Linked DNA regions of Mus musculus: region 2 is linked to region 1. The links are chromatin contacts, called in public HiChIP or PLAC-seq maps. All regions are on one chromosome and are shown on one strand. The core of a region is the stretch at or near the end of the contact, and the rest is flanking DNA. Distances in the headings are between cores, read along the strand shown.

Region 1 (7,479 bases), core at 2,118-4,617:
CTGTTTCCTTTCCTTTATAAAATTAAAACAAACAAAAAACCATGATACCAATTAATGTGAATGCAACACCATCTTGGAAAATAAAATTATCCTTCCCATCTGGAGTAAAGTACTAACAGTATGCACCGTTAGTCTCAGCACTCAGGCACAGACAGGCAGAACCCTGAGGTTTCAAGTCAAGACTGATGTACAGAGTAAGCTCCAGGACAGCCAGAGTGATGGAGAGGCCCTGCCTCAAAAGCAACATAAATAAACAGATGAGAAATAAATTAAAAAGTGAGAGGATACTTGGGGTTTTTTAAATAGGTTTTTAAAACCCAATTCCAAAAACTTGCTCTGTTCTGACCACGTTAGTGTGTGATTCCCTCAGCTGAGGAATGCATAAGACAGCAGTAGCTACTGCTTCAGTGGCCTAGGAGCTAAGGTTTGATACTTTTCCTGTTGATATTTTGTATTACATCATATAGTATCACTTAGGAAGCTAAAGTTAGAAAAAGCTAAGAGACTACAAATCCCAAAACCATGCCTGGTGAACACCCAGCTGGATCTGGCCCAACCAGCACACTACTTCCATTTCAAGGATTCAAGGATTCAGTCAAGGATTTTTATATACACCACAAAAATGTCCAGATGTCACACATAGCTAAAAAAAAATTTTGCCACGTGGCTATTATGCTTAAAATATTAACATACACTGGCTTTCAAAGAGTCAGTAAGAATAAAAAAGGAATGTGGATGCCAGCAAGTGCTTGCTGATAGGAGCCTGATAGAGCTCTCTCCTGAGAGGCTCTGCCAGTGCCTGACAAATACAGAGGTGGATGCTCACAGCCATCCATTGGACTGAGCACAGGGTCTCCAATGGAGGAGCTAGAGAAAGGACTCAAGGAGCTGAAGGGGTTTGCAGCCCCATAGGAGGAACAACAATACGAACTAGCCAGTACCCCTTGCAGAGCTCCCAGTGACTAAACCACCAACCAAAGAACACACATGATGGGACTCATGGCTCCCAGTCGGACATCGATGGGAGGAGAGGTCCTTTGTCCTATGAAGGCTCTATGCCCCAGTTTGGGGGAATGTCAGGGCCAGGAAGCGGGAGTGGGTAGATTGGTGAGCAGGGGGAGGGAGGGAGGGGTGGGGGAGGGTGTTTTTTCAGAGGGAAAACCAGGAAAGGGGATAACATTTGAAATGTAAATAAAGAAAATATCCAATTAAAAAAAGAATGTGAAATATCTCACTAATAATGTTTGAGTTTTTAAAATATTTAAATATATTAATTTAAGATATATTAAAATTTTCACCAACGTCATGTTCTATCTTCATGTGACATGCCCCGTATCTACTGAACAGCACTGGTCTAACTAAAGACCTCAGGAACAGCTCTGATGACACAGGTACCATTCAGGTACAGGTCAGCATCACCTCACTGCTACGGTGCTGTGAAGGGAGGATCACACACATGGTTCTAACTTGTGACACCATTCTCACTAGTGCCTCGGGTTCCTTTACAGGTCTTGGGCTTTAAGATTTGGGGCTTTGGGATTAGATAAGAGAATCCTGCAAAACTCAGGCTTCAGCAGTTCCTATACCATCCACCTCCCTATGTCTCCCTGAAGCTTTACTGCGGCCATCAGTCCCTGTCTGTCCTTCCTTCCCTGAACTGTTGGGGCTGCTGTGGGTCACTTAAGTCCTTAGGGGAGGTTTGCTATCAGGCTACATACTTTATCATCCTTCAGAATGAAACAGGATTTAAAACATTATATGGTCAGGCAGTGGTGGCACATGTCTTTAATCACAGCACTTGGGAGGCAGAGGCAGGTGGATTTCTGAGTTCGAGGCCAGCCTGGTCTACAAAGTGAGTTCCAGGACAGTCAGGGCTACACAGAGAAACCCTGTCTCGAAAAAAACAAAAACAAAAACAAAAACAAACAAACAAAAAAACCAAACAAATAAAACAACAACATTATATATACACACATGCATGTACATGGGACATATAGCAGGTTAAAACATTCATATTTCAATATATAGAGAAGCAAGTGGCTGACTAACCAGGCTTCCCCTTATGAGCTCTTAGAAAATAGCAGAGAAGAAAGGGGTAACTTTAGAAATCAAAGGTATTTCATATAAAGAATTCAAGATTATTTCCCCACTTTAGCAAAAACATTTGAAGGAGGCATTTCCACTTTAAGAAACTGCCTTCAACCTGTACAATAATTGCACTGTTTCCAAGGCATTAGTATCAGAGTTTAAATTTTTCAAAAGTAGACTTCTGAACAAATTTTACTTGCTATGCAACAAACTTTGAAAATAATTAATCACTATTCAGGGTTTGGGAGAGGTAAATATTCATCTAAATCAGCTTTGTGTAAAAGTAAAACACACTCAGGGCACAGTGGCACAGACCTTTAACCCTATCACTTGGAAGGCAGAGGTGAGGTGAATCTCTGTGAGTTCCAGGCCACTAAGACTCCATAGTGAGAGACCCTGTCTGAAATCATACCATTCTGTTCACTGGAGAGTTGGTAATATCGCAGCCAAATTACAATTAACAAATGAAGAAACTGACATATGAAGAATGAGATGATTTGCACAGACGGGGCTGGAGAGAGAACTCAGCAGCTAAGATTAAGAGAACTTCCTGCTCCCGTTTGGTCCCCAAGTACCCACACTGGGGTCTGTAACTCAGTCCAGGGAACTCAGTGCCTTCTTCCGACCTTCTAGACATCAGCATACAGATAAATAAAAACTCATCTTAAAGGCCAGGCATGGTGGTGGCACATGCCTTTAGTCGATATTTAGGAGGAAAAGGTACACGAATCTCTGTAAATTTGGTGAGACCCTGACTCAAAAAAGACAAGACAAAAAAAAAAAATAGAACTTGTAAACTTGTAATCTCAATATATACAATATATGAACTAAGAGAATCTTAGTGAGCCCTGCTGAATCCGGCCTTCTCCTCTTCAGGGCACAGGGGCTCAGGAACAGCAGCTCTGCTGAACACTTCAGGAAACCACACTATGACCCCAAAGTTCCTGCGTACGTCTTATTTCCTGGCCACTCAGACTGTCCTTTCTACAGTTTTAAAAGCTTGTGTCTGAGATAGAAAATCCAACTATGGCTTCATTTCACTGAGTATAATTATAAATTTTATATTTGCTCATTGCTCATTTTACCAGAATATGCAGAAGTAAACCCCAATTGCTACCTGAAAAAACACGGCCAACTCTGGCTACATGAGAGAGTAAGGACTGTCCTTACTACAACAGTGACTTGACGTCTGAATTTCAGCCTTTTTGGTGAGGAATAAATTTCTCCCTAAGTGACTCATCTTTATCAACTCATACTAATCCGATGAGTCATTACTAATTCCTCAAAGATTCTCATTGAAAAATCAGGGAAGTTGGCTTTTGAGACGTACCATGGGTGAAGAGGTTCTATGTTAGCTTGCTTGCACTTTCACTTGCCCAAAGGATAACAGTATCTGTGATACAGCTACAATTCTGAATACAGAAATCTAAAATACCAGCATGAGCTAGTTACACATTCCAGTACACAAACGCTTAGACATCATATCTAGATACAGATGAGCACCACATGGGACAGAAGCAAAGAGCGACTGGGACCGGGCAATGGCTTGTGTTTATAGCACAGTACATGCATCTGTTGAAACCTGGCAGCTCACCAGGTCAATAAAAACCATCAGGTCTTTTTGGGATATTTAAATCCCTGCTTCCAGGCAAATCCGGCATCCAAAACAAAGCAGATGCTTTAAGCTCAGAGGAAGGAAAAGTGAAGAACTGCCTAAGCAAAGCCTCAGCCATCAGCCAACCCAGGACCGCTGGACTCCCAGAGCCGCCTTAGAAGCAGCACACTCCACTCGGCAGCAACTGCAACTCACTGGCTGAGGATCGTCTGCAATGCTTTCTGCAAAGGCTCCTTCAGGTCTTGTGACACTCTTTCTCCAAGATGGGCCAAGCAGTCTTCTATGGAGCTCTCGGGGTTAGCAGGGCTAAACACAGGCGAGGTGTGACAGTCAAAGCCTGTGCTGGTGAAGGCTGAAGACAAGAGAGAAGACAGACCTAACTCAGTAAGAGGTACCAGGGCTGGAGACTGCCAGTGGTTAAGAGCAGTGCTGCTCTTCCAGAGGATCAGGGTTGGATTCCCAGTCCCCAGTCCCAGGGGATCCAAGCCCTCTTCTGGGCCTCCATGGACACTAGGTACACACAGACATGCATGCAGACAAAACACCCATATGCACGTTCTACAAAAAGTACTAAAGGTTCCAGGTGTAATGGTGAGCACCTACAATCTGGATGATCTCAAGCAGGAAGCCTGCCTGGGCTACACTGTGAGCTCAAAGCCAGCTGGGCTATACAGCAAGAACCTGTGTCGATAAAATAAAATAAAATAAAATAAAATAAAATAAAATAAAAGATAAAAACGTCAGCCAAGCATGGTGGTACACACTTTTAAATCCTAGCACTTAGAAAGAAAAGGCATCTCTGTGAATTCCAGGACAGCCTTGTCTACAAATTGAGTTCCAAGACAGTCAGAGAAACCCTGTCTCAAACAAACAAAAAGCTGGGCAAGGTAGCATTCTAGGGAAGTGGAGGCAGGATGACCAACCTTGGCTAAATGGTGAATCTGAAGTCAACCAGGGGTCCAATGAGATGATTTCAAAAAACATAATAAACAAAGAAAAAAGAAAAGAACGGGGGAAGCCGGCCTTGGGGGCACACGCCTTTAATCCCAGCACTTGGGAGGCAGAGGCAGGCGGATTTCTGAGTTCGAGGCCAGCCTGGTCTACAGAGTGAGTTCCAGGACAGCCAGGGCCACACAGAGAAACCCTGTCTCAAAAAAAAAACCAAAAAAGAAAGGAAGAACAGAACAGGGGTATGTGTTTATGACAGTCCATGAAACTAAGGTATTTACTGTTAAGAACAAGAGTTATGAGGTACTTGGAAAGATTATATAATCACTATACATACTAATCTTGTCTGAAACACGAAATTGATAGGTCCTGGGCTGGAGAGATGGCTCAGCAGTTAAGAGCACTGACTGCTCTTCCGAAGGTCCTGAGTTCAAATCCCAGCAACCACATGGTGGCTCACAACCATCCGTAATGAACTCTGACGCCCTCTTCTGGGGTGTCTGAACAGTTACAGTGTACATACATACAATAAATAAATAAAATCTTTTTTTAAAAAAAGAAATTGATAGGTCCTAAGATTTGAAGTTCTTATTGTTTTGTTTTTTTTAGATGGAGGTCTCCATATATAGCCTAGGCTGGCTTCGAACTCATTCTCCTACCTCAGTCTCTCAAGTGCTGGGATTACAGGCATAAACCACCATGAGTGGCCTATTTGTAAATCTATCTATCTACGTATCTATGTATCTATCCATCTATGTATCTATCTATCATTTATCTATCAATCATCTATCTACTTTCTGCCAGTGTTTGTCTCACTGTAGTTCACCTGTATTTACTATGTAGCCCAGGATGGCCTCAACCATAAAAGGACCTCTGTCCCTCTGCCTCCTGAGTGACTATGAGCACGTCCCTGCATGCCCACTTTGTTCATAAATTTTTATTCATCTTCCTTCACAATTAACAAGAAGCTTACATAAAAACACAATCTATCAGTTGTTTATATATTTAGGAACACATATACACACACCAACAGTTTAAAAAACAGAGGTCATGAATTTTGAAGAGAGTATGAGAGAGGCATGTAGGAGGGGCTGGGAGGAGGAGAGGAAAAGAAGGAAATGATGTAATTACAATGCTTCCAAAACTAAGATATCTTTTGTTTTGGTTTGGTTTTGGGGTGGGGGGCTTTTTTGTTATTGTTTTCCAAGACAAGGTTTTCCTCCGTGTAGCCCTGGCTGTTGTGGAACTCACTCTGTAGACCAGGCTGGCCTTGAATTCACAGAGAACCATCTGCAGCTGCCTCCAGAGTACTGGCATTAAAGGCATACACCACCACCGCCTGGCTATGAAGTATAGTTTAAAATGTGTATTTTGGCAAAAAAAAAAAGGGGGGGGGGCGGCGCTGGAGAGATGGTTCAGTGGTTAAGGACACTAACTGTTCTTCCAGAGGTCCCGAGTTCAATTCCCAGCACCACATGGTGGCTCACAGCCATCTGTAATTGGGCCTAATGCCCTCTTCTGGTGTGTCTGAAGACAGTGACAGCGTACTCACATACATTAAATAAACAAATCTTTTTTTTAAAAAGTGACTAGGGTATGGAAATCATTTCTGATGGGAAGTGAAGCCTGCTCCACAGCGGGGATTCATGTGGCACTATGAACCTGTGAACACAAACAAATCAATCTTTGGAGGAGGAGGAGGAGGAGGAGGAGGAGGCAGCTGTGGCAGGTGCTGCCAGATGTAGTAGTAAATGTCTTTAATCCTGCCTCCTGCACACCAGGTTGGCCTGGAGGCAGAGGCAGGCAGATTCTGTGAGTTTCAGGCCAGCCTGGTCTACAGAGAGTTTTTGGACAGCCAGGGTTACAGAGAAACTCTGTCTCAAAACAAACAAACAAACAAACAAACAGGAGAAAAAAATAAAAAAACCAACTAAATCAACCAAACCATAGAACATAGAACACAGCCAACAGAATATGCTCACTGCCCAAGAAAGTAAGAGTGAACAGACCTTCAGAGACTTCTTTGTCCAGGGTTTTCAGTTCTTCCTCAATCTCAGATTTAAGTTTTAATAAAACTTCTGGATTCAGAGACTGGGGAGCCACATCTAGTTGAACTCCTGAAACAAACAAGAGAAGACAAGAGAGGTTGCTATAGCAAGAGTGACAGATACACCATTAGGAACCAGTGGCATCAGTCACTTGTGGAGGCTGTGGCAGGAGGGTCACTTCAGATCAGGATTTATAGAGCCAGCCTGAGCATCATAGGAATACCCTATCTCAAAACACCAAGCAACAGACAAGACACAGACCTATTTACACTTAGAAGTAAGTCAGAAAACAAGTCAGTTTCATTCTCAAGACTAGAAGGTATTTTTGCAACATAACAAAGCTGAGGTACAGATCAGGGGAAGGGCATCTGCCCAAATGCAGGCACCCCGACTAACCCCCAGAACTGAAAAAAAGCAGTAGAAACAGCAATTAATAAAAGTATGTAGGGCTAAGTAAAGTCTAACATAGAAAAGAAACCCCTGAGCATTTCTGCCAGAAATGAGAAAACAGAATCCAGAAACACACAGCAGGAGACAGGAAGAGAATGGTATCCACATGCATTGGTCCTATCTGGGCGGTATGGCCCCGAGATACTGAGGGCCACTTGTTTCAAGTGAGTTTCACTTAGGCCTCCTTTCCTTATCTTTATCCAGAGCCACATGGAACTAGGGTTCTACCCCCTCTCTCTGTGCTCTATATTACAGACCTCTAGGAAAGGCTGGACATAGTGGTTTATACCCATAATCCCAGCATTTGGGAGGCAGAGGTTGCCAAGTTTG
Region 2 (7,479 bases), core at 2,112-4,611, 240 kb before region 1:
CTTCCAGGAAGTCTCTCTTTGTCACCCTGGGCCTGGAAGTAGCTACGTAGACAGGGTTGGCCTTGAACTCAGAGATCCTCCTGCCTCTGCCTTCTGATTCTGGGATTAAAGGTGTGTTCCCGTGTGTCTGGCCTGATTTCTCTTCAGTGTTCCACTCTGGAGCATCTGGAGGCCTGGTGTAGCCTGTGTGCTTCTCAGAGGGCAGTGCAGGGCAGTAGGAAGGTCTTCCGGGGTCATGGAGCTGGGCTGTGGGATTGAGTACAGCCATGTCTGTCCATATCTCTTCTTTCCTCTACTTTGTGACTTAGGTGAGTTTCTCTCTCTTAAATTTTCCATGATTTTAGTTTCTGTTACTTTGTGTGTGTGTATATAGTGGTTAGCGGTGTGCAGCGTGCTGTGTGCATGTGTGTATACGTGTACATGTGTCATGGCCCACGAGTGAAGGTAAGAGGCAGTGTTTGGGAGTTGGCTTTTTCCTTTCCCTGTGGATCCCAGGGATCAAATTTGTGATCAGGCTTTTCTGCAACAAGCAATTTTTTTACTCATTGAGCCATCTCTCTGGCTCTGCCGTGGGTCTGTCATTCCCAAGGCTGAAGTCCAGATCAGTTGTCATTGCCTTGGTTTCTTTATGGATAAGAAGTAGTCTGGGGAAGACACCACTGTGTATAATTAATTGGCAATCGAGTTTTTATAGCAGAGCCTTTTACCCAGTTAGGCCTGGACCAGCTGAACTCATTTATTTCCCTGTGAAAATGGAAAAAGGAAGTATTTAACCAGAGGCTTGAATTCTGTCACATCATTTCCAACACAGATAGGCTATTCTCCAAACCAGTCTTGCAGAGGTTGGGTGGATGGGGGTGAGGAGTAGCAGACAAGTTTATGTCTTTGGTATTTGCCTGTGAGCAAGTGGACCTGATGGGTCAGAGATGAACACTGTGTGCCCAGCCTTCCTAGAGAAGGTGGACTAAGGAGAGAGCTCTGGGCCTCGTCACACTCCGGGAGCCCAAGAGGAGCAGGGACAGTCCCTAAGGGCTTCAGGTGTTGACACACTCACCCTTGACATGTTTATTGAAGAACTTCTCCGGAGCCTGCAGGAAGTTACCGTATTTGTAGGTGACAACGTGAGAGCAGTAAGCCTCGCTGTATGGTGATCTGTGATTTAATTGGTCAGGAGTGCCGAACTTGGAGTGGTGCGCAGGTGCGATTGGTCAGGAGCGTGGAACTTGGGAGTGGTGCGCAAGTGCGCACTGCTGAGGCGCAGTACCCATCCAAGACTGCTTGCTTGTCTCTTGCACATTACAGGGAGCCTTTCTAGGCTTTACCTAACCCCCTGTGCTGTGGCTGGGATGTTTGTATTTTGCCAACAGGGTTGGGTTGTTTTGTAGCTCTTCCTCCTCAGGACCATGGCTGCAGGAAGGGCTGGGTTACCTCCACTTCCTGCAGGCGGCCATTGGGCCCATCACCACTGGAGAATCTGCTGGCTGGTATCCTTGTCCTTGCCCAGCCACTGCTTGCCAAGAAGAGAGACAGGTACTCTAGTGGCCGAGCACGCCTAGAGGACATGCTGCCGGCCACACCCTCTCCCAGGTGTTCTGACTGTCCTGGTCACGAGGGCCTCCACTGGTCACTTGTGGGTTTAGAACTGTTGTTAGAACTGCCAGGGCTTCTTTGCAGCACCGTTCCAGCTATGACTCGGAGCCTGGGTGGAGCCTTGCGGTGCCGTTTCAGGCTCTCCCAAGCCCCCACCTTCTGCTCATCTTTCGAGGTCACTTGCTATATTTGGAGGCTGATGAAGGCCTCCTTGGACTTCTTACTGCCGAGTGTACTCAGTGGAATACAGTTTTGCTTGTGTTTAGTCTTGTATTTTCAAAGACCTTTGGGTCGCTTTAGATCCACTCTAGTGGAAATTTGCTTTTATATCCTGGAAACAAGTCAAGCATTCTGATCCCATGTGGTGAGCATGTTCGGGTCATACTGCTTATGAAGAGTTCTCTGTGGACAGCGATCCCAGAGAAGTGTTGGTGGGCTTAAAGGCGATCGTATGGAAATGTGCCCCTCCTCGTGCCTGTCTATATTTCTTGGCTGAAGTGGACTTTATCACAATAAAGGAATTTTGTGACATAATTCTTTCTCTAGGAAGGTGACATTTTGTTTGTATGTGACTTTCAAGCATTCTGATCTTCCACTGTTGGTACAAATGATGGCCTATCTCTGTTTTGGTTATGGCTTTTGAAACAGAGTCTTGCTGTGTGGCTAGGCTGGCCTTGAACTCAGCTCCCAGAGGCCTGGGATCACAGTGGGAGCCACCTCTCCTACTTGCCTGTCACTTTCGCTTGCTTTTACTTCTTTATGCTATGCCTATAAGCAGCCTCAGAGACAAAGAGGCCCCTGGACTTGGCCTCTGTAGCTTCCCTGCCTTGCTGGTGTGGCAGAGCTAGGTGCTGTCATGGACTGTCAGTCAGGGTGGATGCTGTGTTGGCAGGGGCTGGCTGGCCTGCCTTGTGCTCATGCACTATTCATTGGCACACCAGAAGTTGTCTGTACCGGCTTCTCCAATGGTGCTCACACACAGTTGCCTGCCTTTTCTCTTCCCAGGCTATTTTGCAAGCTCTTGTGGTCTCTAAAACACTTGAATGTATGCAGCAGGCAGGGCAACCAAGAGTGGCATAGATAGGTCCCCCACAGTAAAGGAGACCAAGGGATTTGGCTGAAAAGAAAAAAAAAGTTAGGCTGTGGGTTGGAAAGGGAACCCATCTCCTGGTGTCTACTTAGAAGTGTTTATGTTATGATCTTTTTTTCTCCTTACACTAACTATACATAGCCGTGTGATGTCCACTGAATGGGTTGGGAAGAAGGGCCTGAAGAAGCTAGGTGACCTGCCTGAGGACTCTCAGCTGATGCATAGTGGTTCTAACTCAGGAGTAGAGGTGCCAGCTTACGTGGTGGTAAAGAGCGTGCCTTCTGGAATCAGACTGGAGCATGTGACCTCATGTGTGTTCTGTAGCCTCCCTGGACTCGGTTTCCTTGTCAGGATCATTGGGGCAGGAAGGTGCCTGAGAGTCCTGCTTCGAGGTTACAGGCAGACACAATCCCACCAGGTACGTGGCAAGCACACAGTGGTCTTCTTGCCTGTGCCTTTGAAACTTGGAGTGTAGGCCTGGGGCTGTGGGTTTCCTCTCGGTTCGGGAACAGCATGTGTGGGTTCAGGCTGTGCAGTGAGCCAGGAATGGGTTTGTGTGCAGAATCTTGAATAAGAAACGTGCTTGAGCAAGGAGGAGCTCACCTGTCCCTGGGCCATCTATGGCTGTCCTTGGGCCATCCCTGGCTGTCCCGTCCAAGGTTGACTACCACCTGCTCCTGCTAATTGCCTCTCACTCCTGCTTGCTGTCTGATTACTGTCTGCCTTGTTCCTGTGACTCAGCATTCTCTGTCCTACTAGTAATCTTTTAAACTTCCTGAAATGATATATTCATTAACTTATGGATGGCACCGCTTGGCCTCGTCACTGTACTGGGTTGTGTGTCCGTGTTTGTGTGTGAGTGTGTATGTATGTGTGTATGTGTCTGTAAGTGTGTGTGAGTTGAGTGTGTGTGAGTATGTGTATATCTGGGAGTGTGTGTATGTGTGTGTGTATGAGTGTGTGTGTGTGTGTGTGTGTGTGTGTGTGTAAATACAAAAATGGTATGGGCCATTGATTGGGAAAACAAAGACAAAACAGCTCTAACTCGAGGAGAGCCAGCTTGGGCCCGGTGTTGGTTTAGAGTTTACAGGCATGGTCAGTTCTGCGTCATTTGAACTTCACAGGTGAGGACGTAGAAATAACCAGCATCCACCTTAGGACACTCAGGACATAAAAGAGAGATGCCTCCGCCTTGAACCTGGTCTACACTGACCCCTAGCCTACAAAGGTGTGATTCCTATGCATCCTAGGTCATTGAGAGGAGTATTTAGGTGAGAAGAGAGTACCCACCTCCCTTTTAAACCTTCAGTCTTCTTTATAGAAGTGTTTGCTCACTTAGTAATTTCAGCTTTTTTTCATACTTTTTTTTTGAGAATTTTGCACACTGTTTTGACCATAATCACCCCACCTCAACTCTTCCCATATCCCTATCCCCTTCCCTTTCCACCCAACCATGACCCCCCACCCCCATCTCCCATCAAGAACATCTGTACTGCACCATCTTCTCCCAGGGCTCAGGGATCATTGCTGGAGAAGGGGCAGAAAGAGTGTAAGAGCCAGAGAGGCTGTGAACAAATACAAGGAATACTGTCCTGCAGACACAGCAGGGCAGCAGCCCTTCCAGACCCACAGCAGCTGTGACAGCACGCGCACACGCACACGCTCCATGGGAGCTCAAGCCAGACCAAGTCCCGGCATAGCAAGGGGAGGTGGATGTGAAATCCCACCCCTAGCTCAGGAGCCATTGGATGTGATAGCTCCTGGGAAGAAGGACAGTTAAGAGTGTTGCCTCTGGTAGGTTGACCAGGCTCCAGCGTAAGGCCACATTGCCAAGAATGTATGGGCGACACAGAGAAGAGGGTATGCGATGCAAAGCAGTGGCTTAGAGTTGAGAGCGAGCCCAGGACATTATAGGCAGTGAGGGGGGCAGCCCTCCTCGCTGGTTGCTGAGCTCAGTACCAGTGAGTCTGAACCACTGTGGTAGGCTCTGCCTGGGTGCTTGGAGGTGAGTAAGATGCGTTTCTCTCCCTGTGGAATCTTGGTGTAGCCAGGGAGACAGACACACAAATAGATGACTCCCTTGCAGTGTGGTAAGAGCAAGAGCCGTGATGAGCGAGTGTAAATGTAGGTGCCATAGGAGCTGAGGAAAGGGAGCCAGGAGTTCTTCCCAGAGCCTTGAAAGGCAGGCTAGTGGCCAGCTGAGAAGAGCTTTCTAAAAGATGAGAGCAGCCATGAGCAAGCACACGGAGCCCGTCTGTCCCCAGGGCCTGGGTTTGCCTCATCGCACTCTATAGACAGTTTATGGAGGTGGGATTCGCCCTGAGTAACAGCGTGGAAATCATGTTGAAAGTCAGGTAAAGGGGGAGAGATGGGAGAGCAAGATTGTTGTGGAAGGAGTCACTTTCTGAAGGGAGCATTCTCATTTCTGGGAGCTGGGTGCTCTCTGGTGCAGCTCCTCCACTCTGTCTTTGTGACACTGTCTGACAGACTCTGACTGTCTCCAGATAGAGAGGCAACGACCCACTCAAGAAAGCTCTCTGTGTCGTCTTGGGAGTACACTGGGTTTACTATAGGAATATGGGTCATCTCAAAACAGTGGCATCACTATATAGTTCCATTTCAGTGTGGGTAATGGCCTCTCAAAAGCTGTCTCAGTAAAGCCCCCACCCCTGTCAACCTTCTGCTTCTGTACTGAGGTGATTTCCCACCACATGCAGCTGGGGCAGGACTGCATGTCACTGGGAGTCCCCCACTCCCACACCCATACCCAGAGACAGCCTTTCAGGAATATTGTGAAAGGTGTTGGAGATAATGCAGAGCCGGTGGGCATGGCTATAGGCCATTGACGCTGTAATTTATGAAATAGGAATTTTTATGTAACTTTCATCAATTATAGAATGAGTCTTGTCTGGGTTTCCCTCAATCCTTGAAATATATTTTAAAAAAAGCGTCTTACTTGGAGGTTGGATTTGGCCACTGGTTGGAGTTTGTCCACCCCCAGCAGTTGGTAATAATTCAGATGTAGCCCAGCAGAGGTGGCGCACACCTTCAATCCCAGCACTTGGGAGGCAGAGGCAGTCCGATCGCTGAGTTCAAGGCCAGCCTGGTCTATAGAGTGAATTCCAGACAGCCAAGACTATACAGAGAAACCCTGTCTAGGGAGTGGGGGTTGGGGAATCAGATGTAACATGACAAAGGACTGGGCCAGGATGTTGGCATTGAAGATAAAGAGGAAGGGACCTGATGCCAGAGACCCTTTGGAAAGAGGATTCTGATTAGATAGCAGGGAGGAGAGGGAGGAGCCCAGGCAAGGCAGGAGCTGCTGAGTAGGTGCTTCCGGACCCAATTGGTAAAGCTGGCTCTATTTCCATGTGCCAAGAGCATGTGCCACTGCTGGGGAAAGCCCAGGGGGAGCAGAGTCCTGTCTGTGCTGCCAGGTGCCTCTCTGACGTCACCCTGCGCATGCCTCCTTGCCTGTCAGCTTCTTTTGCTACCCTGGTTTTAGGTGCACTGCAAAATAGGACCTGCTGTAACTTGGTTGGGGCTGCCCTTGGAGTTATTTGGGGGGCGGGTCTTTTGTCAACGCTTCCCAGTCAGGAGAAGCCACAAGAGCAGCAAGCAGTAGAGAGTCCCACTGCCTGCTATCTAGATGTATGTATTAGATCTCATTGTTCCCGTTTGCTCCGGTTACTTTACCATTCATTGTGCCTCTCTATTCAAAATGCCTCAGTGCAGATTTATCAAAAGATAAGACAGTGCTCCTTGGCCACGGTACAGAGCGCTAGGGCACTTAGCATGGATGTGGAACTGTAGTCTGATTGTTTCTGACGCTACTGTGCCTCCCGTAGCTGTTCTTGCTAGATGGCTGCCATCCTCGGAGAGACGCTCATCACAGGAGTGGATGCTAACAATCCTAATGGCAGGATTGATTCTCCTGTATCCCACCTACTACTCACTGGTCCCGCCATGACAAGCAGCAGCCTAGAGGGAGGGTCACCTGCTATTACTGTCTTGAACTTGAGCGGTGGTTCCCCATCTTCCTAATGCTGCAACCCTTTAATACACGGCCTTTTATAGTGGTGACCCCCAGCTATAAAATTATCTTTGCTGCTACTTCATAACTAATTTTACTACTGTCGTGAATAATGATGTAGATTTCTGATAATCGACTCCATGGAGGTTGCGACACACAGACACACAGGTTGAGAACCGCTGAGTTCTCACATGGCTCCTGCTGTCGCTTCCCGCTTCGCCGGGATGCCACTCCATAGGGAACTATGTGCACCTGAGAGCTGGCGTAGTTTTCTCTGTTCTCTTTCATTGCATCTCAGTATGGAACATGATCTTCTCTAAGATGTGCCCTCTCCAGGCTTTGTCTGAGAAGCAGAAACTATCAGTAAGTGTCAGTAATTTGCTTTGGAAATAAAGTATGTGGGGGGCGGGATCCTAACATTTTGGACTTGGGCCAAAATGATTCTCTTTCTGCTACTTTAGATAGACCAAACCCAAGCTGGGCAGTGGTGGCACACGCCTTTAATCCCAGTTCTCTGGAGGTGGAGGCAGGTGGATCTCTTGAGCTCAAGGCCAGCCTGGTCTACACACACACACAGAAAGAGAGAGAGAGAGAGAGACAGACACGCACACAGACAGACAGACAGACAGACAGTGTTAGTTAGTTCCAGGACAGCCAGGGCCACACAGAGAGGGGAGAAAAAGACTGAATGGAGAAATGGGGTGTTGAGCTGCATGTCCGTGGTTCCTTCTGAGTTGCTTGCACAGCTCCATGGGATGTGATTCTG

What was found. HiChIP or PLAC-seq counts read pairs in DNA pulled down with a chosen protein or histone mark.
Region 2: a FOXA1 HiChIP or PLAC-seq map of pancreatic cancer cells shows a contact between it and region 1. The contact joins two enhancer-like sites. A contact is called at or near these places in 2 of 115 datasets of contacts at active chromatin or transcription factors (embryonic stem cells and pancreatic cancer cells) and 2 of 9 other capture datasets (adipose tissue and embryonic stem cells).

What each region holds. Positions count from the first base shown.
Region 1 is chr6:120,862,144-120,869,622 of GRCm38.p6, reverse strand. It overlaps Bcl2l13 (BCL2-like 13 (apoptosis facilitator)), which reads right to left. Exons shown (of 7, transcript NM_153516.2): 3 at 6,661-6,768; 4 at 3,899-4,055. Among named protein-coding and RNA genes, the nearest start is that of Bcl2l13, 30 kb to the right of the region's middle. Within about 2 kb of position 3,367, at least 67 of the 459 cell types and tissues checked have an H3K27ac peak or open chromatin away from gene starts, as enhancers often do. A contact at or near this core is called in pancreatic cancer cells, where this site is marked.
Region 2 is chr6:121,097,308-121,104,786 of GRCm38.p6, reverse strand. All of the region lies in intron 1 of Mical3 (microtubule associated monooxygenase, calponin and LIM domain containing 3), which reads left to right. Among named protein-coding and RNA genes, the nearest start is that of Mical3, 30 kb to the left of the region's middle. Within about 2 kb of position 3,361, at least 40 of the 459 cell types and tissues checked have an H3K27ac peak or open chromatin away from gene starts, as enhancers often do. A contact at or near this core is called in pancreatic cancer cells, where this site is marked.